Linked DNA regions of Mus musculus: region 1 is linked to region 2. Evidence: chromatin contacts called from public HiChIP or PLAC-seq data. All regions are on one chromosome and are shown on one strand. The core of a region is the stretch at or near the end of the contact, and the rest is flanking DNA. Distances in the headings are between cores, read along the strand shown.

The links. HiChIP or PLAC-seq counts read pairs in DNA pulled down with a chosen protein or histone mark.
Region 1: an H3K27ac HiChIP or PLAC-seq map of regulatory T cell precursor shows a contact between it and region 2, with 7 times the contacts expected there. The contact joins two enhancer-like sites. A contact is called at or near these places in 6 of 39 promoter capture datasets (the 3T3-L1 cell line, embryonic stem cells, liver and 2 more) and 2 of 115 datasets of contacts at active chromatin or transcription factors (double positive thymocytes and regulatory T cell precursor).

The regions. Positions count from the first base shown.
Region 1 is chr9:51,865,547-51,868,246 of GRCm38.p6, reverse strand. All of the region lies in intron 1 of Arhgap20os (Rho GTPase activating protein 20, opposite strand), which reads left to right. Among named protein-coding and RNA genes, the nearest start is that of Arhgap20os, 9.0 kb to the left of the region's middle. Within about 2 kb of position 1,381, at least 33 of the 459 cell types and tissues checked have an H3K27ac peak or open chromatin away from gene starts, as enhancers often do. A contact at or near this core is called in double positive thymocytes and regulatory T cell precursor, where this site is marked.
Region 2 is chr9:51,183,608-51,186,359 of GRCm38.p6, reverse strand. No RefSeq gene overlaps it. Among named protein-coding and RNA genes, the nearest start is that of Gm32742, 16 kb to the right of the region's middle. Within about 2 kb of position 1,284, at least 32 of the 459 cell types and tissues checked have an H3K27ac peak or open chromatin away from gene starts, as enhancers often do. A contact at or near this core is called in double positive thymocytes and regulatory T cell precursor, where this site is marked.

The sequences.
Region 1 (2,700 bases), core at 132-2,631, 680 kb before region 2:
GTGTAGTATTTCTTCACTTTAAACTTGTTAGATATGCTCTATGTAAAGCTGCCACCACCAAGCCTGGCAGTCTGATGCAGATCTGTCCATCGCCTTTTAGTTAGGCAGGATATAGGGTATCCTATAGTTCAGGTTGGTTTCTTGAATCTCCTGCTACAGTTTCCTGCGTGCTGGGGTGACGGGATGCACCACCATCCCCTTCACACCATCATGCTATCATTTGATGAAGAGACATATTTAATTTTGATGACTGGCTCTTTTCCTTAATGAGTTGTCTAATTTTAAACTGAGAGGCACTTTCCAGCTCTCAGGTACAGTTGAGTAGGATCTGACGGCATGCAATATGATGGCAGCCTTCATCTTCTGAGGGTATAAAGCAGCCCAGGAGTGTGGCCCTGAGAAGGCTCAAACTTAGTGATTGTGAACCCCACAACAGTTCATTATCCTGCTCGCACTTCCTGATCCGTCTCCATCCTATGCAATTCCTATGAAACTCTTGCTCAAAAACGTCCTTTGCCTTTCTGTCCCCCTGAAGGGTTATGGAAAGGCAGAAGGGAAGATGGGAAAACTAAAATCTGACTCAATATGTATTTGCATTTCTAGAAAAATATCTCTAAGGCATGTTAGTCTGTGGAGCAGAATGCCTTGTGGAGCTTTGTGCAGGTAGGAAGGTCACACGAGAGCTAGAAGGTGACAACCAAGAGGACCCAACAGGAACTCCCAAGCAAGCGACCAAAGGCATCTATCTAGTCCTTTTACCTTTAATGGCTAAACAGTCCCACCAATCTAATTTTAAAATATACACCTAAAAAATTCTGAAAGAGCAAATAAAAAAAATCACAAAAATGCTAAAACATACTTTCCACAAACAATCTCGCTTCTATGATTTAAGTGGTTGATTTTCTCAGAAGGAAACACAGATCAAAGTCAAGGGCAGCAACACTGCCAGCAGACTGTACAGTTTTTTGGTCTTTTTTGTTTGTTTGTTTTGATTTTTTTTTTTCTGAAAAAGTTATGGGGCCTGTTTTTCCACCTTTGAGGAACCCCAGCAAGCTGTGGCCAAAATTCTGTTTTTTGCAGAAATGCCTTTGACCTAGACTGGCAGAAATTATGAAGAGAAAATTTTTCTCTACCCTTATTTTAAATTATTCACTTTTCTTCTCAGAGACCAAGAGGACATTGTGTGAAATGCAGTGTGGATGGAGGTCTTTCTATGTATGCTTCAGCATCTATAGAAAATGCCATTTCTTCTGGATTGAGGTGCACTTAAAAAGTCTAAAAGCTAAGAAAAGTCTTCTTTTTAACTTCCTCTGAGTTGATCTAACCACTGGAAAACACCTGTTCATATATTCGAATGTGGGCTCTGCCGCACTCCAGTTGGGCCTTCAAAGCCTATGAACCTGGAGGCCTGACTGCCTAACCACCTGCTAGAGGAGGAAATGAAGCTAGGCTGAAGACGTGGGAGGAGGGGTGGGCAGCTTAAAGGTCTTTCTCAATAGCGAGTTCAGCAAACAATGGGTGCTAAGGGAAAAGGGCCAATCTGGAGGGCTTCAAAGCCAGAGTTGCTTAGTTTTCTCTGTGCATCTGTGGGAGAAGGGAAGATGGGAGGTGGATGAGGAAGACAGCAAAGATAAGAAGCCATGGCCTGGTGTTTTGTTACAAAGCTGCCGTGAAGATGTGGAGACAGCTCTCATTATGCAATATGCCCACTGTAGACAGATAGGCAGGCGGCCTAGGGCCTTCATCTTCCTTAATCTCAGATTCTGAGAGAAAGCCTTTGTTGTAGACTGACCAGTCATTCACAGAGTAGGAGTGAGGCGAATGTCAGAGCCTTAGCTGGTCACTCTGAAAGAGAAGGGGAACCGAGCTCCCGGACTACCTGTCAGCCCCTCAGCATTACACTTTGTATGCTCCTTTGCCCTCAGAACCAAGCACCTTGCCTCCGAGGGATAGTGGGAAGGTCCCAGATCTTAGGCACGTCCCACCCAGACTTGTGGCACCTTAAGCTGGGTGAAGGGTAAAAGCCTAGTGGTCCAGCTGTTTACCGGGCACCAGGCCAGAGGTTTAGATTGGTGCCACACGACACAGAGTTATTTGATTGTAGATCAGCCACCTGTCCAGTGGCTGTATCCTGCACTCGAGACCATGTCAAAGGAAGGCAAGAATTCCTCTGAGAGCCAAATGAATCAGACATTGGCTGGCTTGCTTAGGACCAAGCATTGCTTTTGTGTCCTTAAAGAACCAAGGGTTTCTGTCCTATTACTATAGCTCAGAGTCCATGTGTGAAACCAGTGGTATGTGACACCTGGATAAAGGCCAGAGAAGTACCAGGGCTTTTGTGAGGACTGGAAGCCAAGCCGACAAGCTCAGACTCTCGGTGTGGAGAGGATTTGACATTTAAGCAGGGCCAAGGGAAGGCTGTCTCTGGGTCTCAACCTGGATGCATCTTGCCCCACTGGTTAGTCTCTAAGCATTGGGTGACCTGCTTTTCCAGTCAGCAACTGTGAGGAACGAATGTGGGCCATGGAGAAACAACGCCCTACTACTTCCTGCTTGCAGGACAACTGCCAGATGTGGCTCTATAGGTCATCTGAGGTTGGCCAGTAGGTTTCTTCGGTCACTTTGAATGGCTCTGGCTTTCATTGATACTTATAATTTTTTGACACAACCTGGAAGCAACAGAAGGAAAAATAGACCACA
Region 2 (2,752 bases), core at 35-2,534:
TAGTTCAAAAAACAAACCTTTTTACGTTGTAACAGAACAATACAGGTACCCCTGGCCAAGAAGCTGCCTTCTCAGAGACGGGCCACCATTCCCCCACCCCCACTTCAGATACCTGCAGTGCTGTGACACCTTTCCGGCTGTTCCATCCGTTTAGCAAAATGTCAGTGTGGGAGCAAACTGAGAAAGAGCATGTCTTTCATTTGCCAATTAGTCATGTAGCATTTGTAACAGCTCTTGTGTGTAATTTGTGCTGTCGTGTGTGTGTGTGTGTGTGTGTGTGTGTGTGTGTGTGTGTGTGTGTGTGTTGCATGCCATGTAAACTTTCTCTTTTCTTGTGGTTGGTTCTGTTATGTGGGTAAGGGCTGTCCTGTGTTCAGCTGGATTTCCGAGAGCCAAGGAAGGACACACCACATATATCTCATAAACTTTAGGAGGCATAATGATCCCAAGTTCAAGGTCATCGTCACCTACATGGTGAGCTCAAGGACAGTCTGGGCTACATTAGACCTTGTGTCTCAAAAACAAACAGGAGGAGGCGGGGGAAAGGGGGGAAGGAGGAGAAGGAGTAGACACAGAATGTTGCTGGATTGGCTTCTCCTAAAAGAGCTGATGGGACCCTTGGTGTTCTTCCAGGGTGACCAGGCAGGATCTATTGCCATGGGTTGTCCTCATGGCCCCTGCCTGCCCCACTGAGCTTCAGGGAATCCCTGCTACACTTTTCTCTTTCATCTTCATGGGAAACGGCAATTTTACCACACGTGGGTGTGTGATGTGAAGGCAGCAGCTGGTGTTCTTGTCTAGGCTGCTGCTTTGCTGTGCCTTTCCCTGCGCCTTCCTGAGAAGATAAGATCTGGACAGGCTTGTGGTTCTCTCCCACCGGCCCTTTAAGGTGATGCTAGGCCAAGTTCCCATTTCACAGGCCCCCTCCTCACCCTGTGTTTCTAATGAGCCCAGGCTCACTGGAACACAACAGTGGGATATGCAGCTTCCCAAAGCATAGGACAAGATCAAGGTCTCTGGGCTTCCCTTTCTTCTCCTAAGATCCCCAAGCAAAACCTACCCGCATGCCCTCCCAAGCCTACACCTCCCAAGGGGAGATGTGAAACCTGAGGTTGCTAGAGATGCTGCCGCCTTCCCAGCTGATGAGGTTGGGAGAATGAGTGCTTAAGGTTACAAAACACCTAAGATTTTAGGAAGAATCAACCAGTTCTGTAAGACTAACTAGCTAGTTCTGTAAGACTAACTAGCTAGTCCTTTTAACCCAGGAAGAAAGAAACCTTCAGTCACACCTCTTTTCTCTAAAGTTCCCCATCTCCTCCAACCCTCTTCAAAGCCCTTGGCTGTAAACAGGCCATTGGTACAGTTCACCCTGATGCTCCTTCATCCTGAGACATCACTGGAGGGAGATTAAAGCAGTTCTGTGTGCAGGACTCCCAAGGAAGGAGGGTAATGGACAGGGGGGTTATTTCTTTACTTAGAAGCATTAAGGCCGCCTGGCCCAGGACTCGGGCTGAACAGAGAGAAAAGCAGAGGTGGGGTTTGCAGTATGCATCTGTGAGAGCAGGAGTCTGGTGAGGCTGTGTCCCTGTGTGACCTGAGGACAGCCTCTACTGGTGGTGAGTCCAGCAACCTCCATTACCTAAGCCAGAGAAGCAGGCTGCACACTACATCCACCAGAGCATGGGGCCAGAAGCAGGGGGAGGGACAGCTCTGGGGCTGGAGGTGTGGACATCTATAGGAATAAGACAGCCTGAGTTTGGAAAACAGGAGGATAAGGCCTTCATTGTCACTTCCTTTCCTGGCCCTTCATGCAATAAACTTAAGTCACAGTCTCAGTCTCTGTCTGTCTGCCCATGACTCTCTGTCTGTCTCTGACTCTCTCCCAGCCACCCATTTCCTGTCCGCCCTCCCCTCTCCTCTTTTCTCCTCTCCTCAGTCATATCCATGACGTTCAATCTTAAGTACGTATGACTCTCATTTAGTGTCCCCCAAAATCCACTCACCCAGACCTCCAAGGAACCTGAAGTGACACCCTGAAGAACATGTCTGAGAATCAGTTGCACGACAGAGTAGAATAAGATGGGATGCTTCACACAAGCCCAGAGCAGGCTTTTGTTCTAGCATCCATGACTCTTCCTAGCATAGACTGACCCCCACCCCCACCCCACCCTGAAAAAAGGGCCCAGGTGTCTCCTCAGTGCAGCGAAGTGGGACCATGTGAGCACAGGCTCTGGCCCTAGCTCTCCTCAAACTGTATTCTAGTTCCATTCTCTGTGACTTTGCAAAAAAAAAAAAATGGATTTCTCTACACCCCATTCTCTCATGTGTAGAAAGGGGACAGAAATGATCTTTTATAGGACTAAGGGAGACAATGTGTACCTAGCAAGGGACTTGAACAGATCCAATGCTCAATCAGCAGTAGTCATTCTTCTTATTTTTACTACCATAAAAGTCATTGTTAGAACCCCCAACACTTCCCAGAGTCCCAATAAGCTACTATGGACACTGACACCATTTGCCCTGTTAACTAACCCTAAGGCAACCAGAATAGCTGAGGAAGGCTCTTACATCTTGAAGAGCATCTGATGACTTCAGTAATCCTGTCTTCCATCTTTGGTTGAAACCTACTCTTTTGGTTTTGTTTGTTTATTTGTGGTAGACTGAGAGGTTTCCTTGTTAAAGTTTAATCAGATCTGACCGAAGGATTCAAAGCGAGGTTAAGTTCTGATGGGGCTTCTGCCAGTCACGACTT